Regions from separate parts of the Sus scrofa genome. Here region 1 is linked to region 2. The links are chromatin contacts, called in public HiChIP or PLAC-seq maps. All regions are on one chromosome and are shown on one strand. The core of a region is the stretch at or near the end of the contact, and the rest is flanking DNA. Distances in the headings are between cores, read along the strand shown.

Region 1 (4,707 bases), core at 1,858-4,357, 190 kb before region 2:
TCATTCCAGAAAGGAGGACCACCAGAACCAGTCCTGGGGCTACTAAACACCAGTTTGAAGAAGAATGAAAACTTGCAACTACTTTGATCCTCATCTGTGGCCCTATTTTCTACTCCCCAAACTATAAGACCATCTCCTACTCTCTCTCAAAGAAGGGCGCAGTCTTTAGGGCATTAGCCTGCTGTGACCTCCTTTGCCTGGCAAAGAAATAAAAACTATTTTTTCCTTAAAAAAAAAAAGCCTAATATATGATATAATATATATATATATTGCCATACACACATACATATTATGTGAGGGGTCCTGGGGTCCTGCCTAATGCAGTAAAACAAGAAAAAGTATAAGATCTGAACAGAAAGAGGGAAAAAAACCTTCATTATTTACAGACAATGTGATTGTCAACATAGAAAAGCAAAGTGATTCCAAATGCCATTGGAAATCTTAAAAGAGTTCAGCCTTATTGCTAGATATGAGTTCAGTACCAAAAACTCAATTGTATTTCCTTTAATTTTTTTTCTTTCTTTTTCTGACGCACCCATGGCATATGGATATTCTTGGGCTAGGGACTGAATCCGAGCCAGACCTGAGCTGCGGCCTACACCCCTGCTGCAACTGTGTGGAGCCAGGGCTAGAGTCCACGCCTCCACAGAGACAAACTAGATCATTAACACACTGCACCACAGTAAGAACTCCTTGTGTTTCCTTTAAATACTAATAACAAATATGTAGTTTCTAAAGATACCATTTATAGGAGTTCCTGTTGCGGCTCAGCAGGTTAAGAACCCAATTAGTATCCATGAGGATGCAGATTCGATCCCTAGCCTCACTCAGTGGGTTAAGGATCTGGTGTTGGTATGGCTGTGGCATAGGCTGCAGCTGGAGCTCAGATTCAAACCCTTGTCTGAGAACTTCCATATGCCACAGGTGCAGCCCTAAAAAGACAATAAACAAACAAATAAACCATTTACAATAGCAACCAAGGTACTTCGGAATAAATCCCTCCAAAAAAATTATTCAAGAACTTTTTGAAGAAAACTATAAATGCTATTGAAATTCATAAAATAAGACAAATAAATGAGAAATCCAGTAGGGTCATAAATGAGGAGATTCAGTATCACAACATGGCAATTCTGTATAAATGCAAAGCAAGCCCAATTAAAATTCCCAAAAGTGGTTTCCTGGCACTTACTAGTCTGGTTCTAAAATTTATACAGAGGATCCAAATATAGCCAAGACAACTGTGAAGAAGGAGAAGAAAGACTGTTTCCCATTTTAAAAAGAAACTGGAGTTCAGGCTTCTCTTAAAAACAGGAAGATCTGGCCACAGCGGGGACTGGAGTTGACTAGCAGCTGCCCGTATTCAGATAGAATATGTGCCCACCAGTTCCCTCCCCCCATTTCCTTATTTATGGTACCTTCCAGATCCTTATAGATATTTGATTGTATGCTGGAGTGGGGGTGGGGAGAGGGAGTTAGGGTATGAGGAATAAAAGGGATTATTTAAAATACATAGGTTCTGTTTGGTTATGCAAACATCATCCGCATGGAAAGATATTAGCAGGCAAGCAGAAAGAACAAAAGGGGGGAATGCGTGAATCTAAGATTTGACGTTTCTGGTTAATGGGCACGGACATGGGTGGAGGAGAGGGGATAGAGGAAAGCATGGCAGAGGTTATAAAGTGAGGGAACTGGAAGATTCGCACGGCACAAGAGTTGGAGAGGCTGGCTTCCTGAGTTCATACTGGAATTGGGGTAAAGGGAAAGATCTTAAGAAAACAACGCACGGGGCTCCTAAGAACTGCAAGAGAAATAGGAACGAATCCAACAGAGGCAGAAAGGAAAAATAACTTCTCCTGGAAACCCATTGTGGACCAAGCTCTTCCACCCAGGTTATCTCCTGAACCCCCATGTTAGTCCTCTGAGAGGAGATATTAATATCTTTTTGTTATGGATGAGCAAATTAAGCTATGAAAACTGAGGTCATTGGCCCCATGCGACAAAGCTGAGCTCTGAAGCAGTCAGATTCAAACCAGGGTCCCTGACTCCACAATCCACCTTTTCTTTCACTAAACCCAGAGGATCACTGGAACACCCTGAAATGCAAGCGCAGCTATGGCAAAGAAAACAACATGAGGAAAGGTGCTGTTAATCTCACCCCCTCAACCACCCAAATTTTATCAGTGCTTCCGAAGCACCAGTTGACACAGATGAGGGAGAAATAAGAGACTGTGTCCCCTGCTAACTTCAGTTAGGGAACCTGTTTTAGACGGGGGTTCCTGGAGAATCTAATCCAAACAGTCCTTGATCCACAATGTCAGAAGCAAAGAGGTAGAAGCCCCCCTAGGCATGGGGCTGCCTATTAATTCTGCCCCTTGACCAAGTGATTTAATCCCAATCTCCAAGCCCCTGCCGCTGGTAAAACGGGTGTATTCACGGGATTGTTTTGGAAGACTCCATGTGATAAAGCTTGCAATGTGCTTAGAACAGTTACTGGACACTTCAGCGCTCAATGTCATCGTCATCATGAATATGATGGAAGTCTTTTTTAAAAATAAGGCAGTCTGACTTACTTGGAAATGTATCAAAAAACAGGAGGTGAGGAGGGATAGAGGTAGTGTGATAAGGTCTATTAAAACTTTAATGACAGAAAGTTAAAATAGTTAAAAAGTTAAAGTGCACAATTCTTTCAACTTCCTATGTTTGAAAATGTCCATGATCCAACGTTGGAAAAATAATGCAGTGTGACCTGCTTTGAGAGGAGGGGAGAGCTAAGTTTTGTTTTTGTCTTTTTTTTTTTTTTAATAGAAAAGGTACAAAAACGAAAACAAAATGGGCGAAATCTTCCTCAACCCCGTCCCGCCTTCGGGCTGTGGGCCGTTTGTAAAGCTGCTTGAATGAAATCATCGAGGACCGCTTGCGAAATACCAAATCCTCGAGAGCGAGACCCAAGGCTGCCAAACTCTCGCAAGGGGCAGGGACGCGCTCCAAGCGCCCCATCCCGCTTCGATGCCGAGGAGGTGGGGTTGGAACGAGCGCCGGCGGAAACGCGGCCCGGCCGTTACCAGGGGGTTCCCGGCTCGCGGGGCCACTGAGCGCTGCAAGTAAATACCTTCGGCGGGGCGGGGGAGAGAAGCGTCGAATTTCAAAAAAAAAAAAAAGCCCAAACCCCCACAGCCCCGGGCGGGCGGGCGCGCGCGATGGGCGCCCTTTGGCTGAGGGAGCGAGTGGAGGATGCTGGGAAGGAGGTAAAATGGCCACCGGCGGCGGCGCGGAGGAGGAGAGGAAGAGGGGGCGGCCGCAGCTCCTGCCCCCCGGGCGCCCGGCGCCCAGGGCTGAGGAAGCTGAGGGCGGCCGCGAGAAGATGGGCTGGGCCCAGGTCGTGAAGAACCTGGCCGAAAAGAAGGGCGAATTCCGCGAGTCGCGGCCGCCGCGGCGGGAGGAAGAAGGCGGCGCAGGAGGCGGGCTTTGCGCCCCCGCGGGCCTGGCAGCGCCGGGCCTCGGCGACTTCCCCCCGGCCGGCCGCGGGGACCCGAAGGGTCGCCGAAGGGACCCGGCCGGCGAGGCGGCGGACGCCCGCAAGAAGAAGGGCGCAGCCGAGGCAGGCAGGAGGAAGAAGGCCGAGGTGGCGGCCATGGCGGGCCCGAGCAGGCCCGGCGCGGCCGAGGACGCGGCCGAGCGGCCTCCCCAGGACGAGACGGCGGCGGCGACGGGCCCCGGGGCGGGCCCGGGCAAGGGCCGCTTTCTCGTGCGCATCTGTTTCCAGGGAGACGAAGGCGCTTGCCCGACCCGGGACTTCGTAGTGGGCGCGCTCATCCTGCGCTCCATCGGCATGGACCCGAGCGACATCTACGCGGTTATCCAGATTCCCGGCAGCCGCGAGTTCGACGTGAGCTTCCGCTCCGCGGAGAAACTGGCCCTGTTCCTACGCGTCTACGAGGAGAAGCGCGAGCAGGAGGACTGCTGGGAGAACTTTGTGGTGCTGGGGCGGAGCAAGTCCAGCTTGAAGACGCTCTTCATCCTCTTCCGGAACGAGACGGTGGACGTGGAGGACATCGTGACCTGGCTCAAGCGCCACTGCGATGTGCTGGCCGTGCCAGTGAAAGTGACCGACAGGTTTGGGATCTGGACCGGGGAGTACAAGTGCGAGATCGAGCTGCGCCAGGGGGAGGGCGGGGTCAGGCACCTGCCGGGAGCCTTCTTCCTGGGGGCCGAGAGGGGCTACAGTTGGTACAAAGGGCAGCCCAAGACGTGCTTTAAATGTGGTTCCCGGACCCACATGAGCGGCAGCTGCACACAGGACAGGTGCTTCAGGTGCGGGGAGGAAGGGCACCTGAGCCCTTACTGCCGGAAGGGCATCGTCTGCAACCTCTGTGGCAAGCGAGGACACGCCTTTGCCCAGTGTCCCAAAGCCGTTCACAATTCCGTGGCAGCTCAGCTAACCGGCGTGGCCGGGCACTGAACACCCGCCTGCCTGCCAAGGTGAACACAGAGCCAGCTTACCCCTCTTAAGTGCCAAAACTTTTTTTAAACCATTTTTTATCGTCTTCGAAGGAGATCTTCTTAAACCTGCAAGAGACGTCTCGCTCTGCCTTCCTAAACCGAGTTTACTCCATTTCAGCCTTTACTGAATTTGGTGACTGTTGTCACTAACGATGACCGAGAACTGTAGCGTGCAGATATGTCGCCCCTCCCTTTTTTAAACTTTGT
Region 2 (4,525 bases), core at 1,282-3,781:
GGACACTGAGGAAGAATCCACTTTCAAGCTCATTCAGGTTGTTGGTCAAATTCAGTTCCTCTTGGTTGTAGGACTGAGGTCTTCATTTCCTTGCTGGCTGTCAGCCGGGGCTGGTCTTTGTTACTAGAGGCTCCCCGCATTCCTTCTCATGCTTTCCATGTGGCCCCCTCTAGCAACAGCAAATGGAGTCCCTCTCATGATTCGATTCTCTCTGATTTCCCCTTCTGCCCCAACTCTCTGACTCCCAGCTGGAGAAAGTTCTCTGCTTTTAAGAGTTCATGTGATTAGACTGGGCCTACCCACAAATCCAGGATAATCTTCCTATTTTAAGATGCTTAACCCTAATTACATCTGCAAAGCCCCTTTTACTACCTAACATATTTACAGATTCTGGGAATTAGAGTTTGGATATCTTGGGTGGTGGTGGTCATTCTGCCTACTACAAAACCAAACCCTAAGTTTTAAGGCTTTAAACTCAGTTCCCAAAGAAAATCTCTCCTTTATCCAAAAGAGAATGTGAAGTGAAGGGGTATGTTCAGAGATAGAGACAATGGTAAAATCAAGGACTCACCCTGGAAGAGAGTGACTAGGCAACAAGAGAACTAAAAATACACTGAAAAAAAGAAGCTGCTACTTGTTTCATCCCCAATAGCAAGGCAATTAACCCATTAGGCAGAAACTAACCTACTGCTCCCCCTTAAATGTGTGATACTCTTCTCTATCGTATTCCATGATACACCTAGCCATGTTTGGTTTTTGTTTTTAAACAAATGTTACCCCAGGGTGACCTAATTTTGTAGTCAGCTGATCAACCAATCTATGCAAACTTCAAATATTTTTATTCTTTCAAGTCATACACCCTTCCCCAGTAGCAAAAGAAAGTCAAGTATTTCAGTCACAGGGGGGAAAAACCTGCCTATGTAAAACTGCAGGTAAACTTTTAAAAATGACAATGAGGAAGAACTAGTGTTGGTCTTGGTCTTTCAGCCCAAGGTCCACCAAGCCAGTTAAGCCAAGTGACTTACAACAAAAGAAAAACACTGCAACAACTACAAATATAATACTCTGAAGGCTTGCCTGTAAGATTACTGACCATAAATTTTACCTAGAATTGAGGAACCTCAAATATACCATTTAGTTCCTTTAATAAAAGTGAGCACTTACCACCTGCAGGGCACTGTGGTAAGCACTTGACACAAATTATCTTATTTATTCCTCATCATAAACTTATCATCTAGGAAATATCATCACCCCCATTTTACAGATAGGAAAACTGAGGCTTACAGCTAAGTAGCAGTGGCACTTATATTTGAGAATCTAGATATTTACTGCCACTCCTTAGATGGAATGGGGTCTTCCAACTCTTAGAAAAATCTTCCTTTTCTAGCTTTCTTCTCATTTTCTCTCTCCAAGACCCCTTCTCATAAAATTTAGCAGTTGAAAGTTAATCAAGTCTTCCCTAATTTGCCACCTCTTTTCCAAAACTCTTGCCTTCCCACAAGAGCGATAGCCAAGAAACCACTTCTCCTGACCCTGACTTTGCTTCCCCAAAAACAAACTACATAAGCTCCACCCATGACCTGCCAAGGCTAGAAATGTTCCAATGCTGCAAAAACAAAAAACAAAAAAAACGAAACAACCCCCCCCACAACAACCGAAAAACAAAAACAAAATTAAAGTCCTACTCTTCAAAAGGTCACAAACTAACATGTATACTCTCAGTCAACCTTTCATTCGAAATACCTCTCCTCTTCCACCAAGCTCCCAACTAACCCTTAACTTCATTCAACTCTACCCGTTCTGCCCCACTACGTGGTTCCCTTCCCCTTTATCCCCAGTGACCTCGCCCCGGGTCCCTCCACCTTGCACTCTAGTGTGCAGGTGGGAAGCCCAGCCTTGCCCAGAGGGACCTTAGTAGGCCCTCACTCCAGCTGCTGTGCTCCGCGAGAGGGCCCACCCCAGCCTACACAGCCGGCACCACTCCCCTAGGCACCCTCCTCCAGCATCCCCCCTGCGGCCCCACCCCTCAAGCTCCCTTCCCCCTCTGGCGACCCCCTCCTCCAAGTTGCCCCCTAGTCTCCGCCCCGACCCAGCCCTCTCCCCAGCAATAAGCCGGACTCTCGAGAGCCAGTTCCCACCCTCACATCAGCCTCTGCCCCCCAGCCTCACTCCCCGCCCTAGGGGATGGCCCCAGGCCTCCCCGATGGGCTGCAGGGGCCCCGGCTGGTGTGTGTGTAGAGGGGGGGGCAGGGGAAGGCGAAGGGCCGCTCGGGAGTCCGCTGGAAGCGTGAGAGGCGGCCGCGCCCCACTGCCCCATCCTGGGCCCAACCCCACTCCACAACGACCTCGCCTGGCGACTCCCACGGTACCTGTGGTGGAAGCGGCAGCGGTGGCGGCCGCACTCCCCTCTCCTCACACAGACAATATGGCGGCGGCGGAGGAGGAGACACACGGCTCGGCCGCCAGCCGCAGGGCCCAGAGCGAGGCTGCAGCCGCCGCTGCCGGAAGCGGAAACCCCCTCGGACCGGGAGGCGGGGCGGGACCGCTTCCGACTCCGCCCCCAGCTGACTGTAGCAGAGTGCGGCCATGGTGGGATGTCCTATTGTACGCTAGGGGTTCAGTTCCGGACCAGGGTGCAAAATGGAAGGAGTTCTCGACATAAAGCATAAAAGCGAAGCTTGTAGTAATTAAGCACATTTTATTTCAGCGCCTGTATGAACTGACGAGAGAGAGAACACGAACCTCCCACTAAGTGTACAGTTGGTTTGACCCAAGGTAAGATGGCGGTCCCTAGTTTCCCGCACTTCACCCCGCTGGCGAGTCCTAGCAGTCTGCAAGCTGGCCCGCCTTTCTTGAAAAGAAGCATGCGCGACCTGCAGAGCTGTAGAGCGAAGCATTTTGGGAATTGAAGTCTCTTGCTGTGGTCCCTCGTTTAGGGTCAGGGCTTTAGCAGCACATTTTTTTTCTGCTCAGACTTCGAGTTCTGGAACAAGTGAACGAAAGTTGGACCCCGGGAGTGGTGTGGCGCAGGAGTCGAGGAGGTGATGGTACTAGCCCTCTAGAGATTGAGACCCGGTTCCTCCCTCATACAGGAGTCCTAGTTAGAGCTGCCCATGCAGGATAAATTTTCTCCCTTCGATCTGCCGCTCCTCCACCCCGCTTGCCTGAGCTATCTTCCTAAGGCAGCTACAGGGCACTTTCTACCGTGCAAAACTGATCTTGACGTCCTCTTGGTTGAAAACCTTTCAAGGCTTTCCTTTGTGCAGCAAAGACAGCCCAAGCTCTTCTCTTGACATCCAAGTTCCTGCATAATTTGGACACTCCCCACACCCTATCCCCAGCCTCTTCTACCCCTCTTACTTCAGCTTCCTGATGCGCCCACTCACTAAAACTGCAGACTATTCCTGGAACTTATCTGTGTTGCCTCCTTCCCTTTGCACGGGCAGTTACTTCTGTTCCTGTCACCTCCTGGACCGGCTAACTTCTGTATGTTACTCGAACTAATTCAGGGATCCTTTCCTTTGTGGATCTTTCCTCCCTTTAGTTCCTCCAGACCTAGGCACCGTTACTCAGCAACCCTAACCTGCCCCTTCCATCAGACTGTGAGCCCCCAGTGGACAGGGCTGAGTCTGATGATCACCCTGTTCCCTGCAGGCCCTGCTAAAAGCTGGTGTCTTAAGTGTTACTGAGAGGAATTCAAGTGTTAGCCTCAGACAGAGGTGTGAGGTCTGGAACAAGGGTGAGGAGGCTGGGTTATTTTGGTACCAGCTCTTATCCCTGAGCTGCCTCAGAATAGCTGCTTGACCCAGGGATGGCCCTCCCCACCCTCTCCAGTCCCCCTTTCACAGTTCGTCAGCTGATTGGCACCTCTGCTCCCAAAGAGACAATCTCCTCCTCTGTGGGATGAGGGTGGTGGCAGCTGTAGACGTAGTGATGGCCTCAAGGAAGTGGCCATGACCCTTTTTGGGGCTCGTCTGTCAGACAGGTCTGTGGCATTTGACCTCAGGGGGCTGAGAGTGCACCGAAATGGCACTATAGGTGCCCTCAGGCTGGTGGTTATTCTTCCTTTATGGGGCTTGGTTTCCCCTCTTGTGGACTGAAGCAGTTAGACAAGATGATTCCAAGATTTCTGTGAAGCCCTCTTCCAGGAAATGACACCTTCACTTAGCTTTTGGACCACTTCTTTTCAGCTCTTGTGGTTCCTCCGCGCCCCCCCCCCATCTTTGTTCGCATTCAATTCACAGCTGTTAATCACTTGTCATGCACCAGACAGTGTGCTAGGTGCTGGGGATGTGGTATGAGCAAGACAGATACCAGTTCCTCATGAAGCTCACCTTCTAAAGTGATAAGTAATGCAAAGGTAAACAAAAGAGTAACAAAATAATTTCAGGTAGCAGTAAGTGCTATGAAGGAATAAGATAAATAGCTGTGGAAAAGAATGAAAAAGGGGGAGAACCTCCAGTTGAGTGGTTCAGAAAGTCCCTCTGAGAAAAAAACAGTAAGAACAAAGGTCCTAAGGCATGAG

What was found. HiChIP or PLAC-seq counts read pairs in DNA pulled down with a chosen protein or histone mark.
Region 1: an H3K27ac HiChIP or PLAC-seq map of alveolar macrophages shows a contact between it and region 2. The contact joins the promoter of ZCCHC3 here to the promoter of CSNK2A1 in region 2. A contact is called at or near these places in 1 of 5 promoter capture datasets (fetal liver) and 1 of 2 datasets of contacts at active chromatin or transcription factors (alveolar macrophages).

What each region holds. Positions count from the first base shown.
Region 1 is chr17:34,884,032-34,888,738 of Sscrofa11.1, reverse strand. ZCCHC3 (zinc finger CCHC domain-containing protein 3) reads left to right here and starts at 3,107. Exons shown (of 1, transcript XM_003134368.4): 1 at 3,107-4,707. The coding sequence starts at 3,251. The coding sequence ends at 4,459.
Region 2 is chr17:34,690,966-34,695,490 of Sscrofa11.1, reverse strand. It overlaps CSNK2A1 (casein kinase II subunit alpha), which reads right to left and starts at 2,531. Exons shown (of 13, transcript XM_003134359.5): 1 at 2,370-2,531. It overlaps LOC110257457 (a long non-coding RNA gene), which reads left to right and starts at 2,570. Exons shown (of 3, transcript XR_002340068.1): 1 at 2,570-2,775.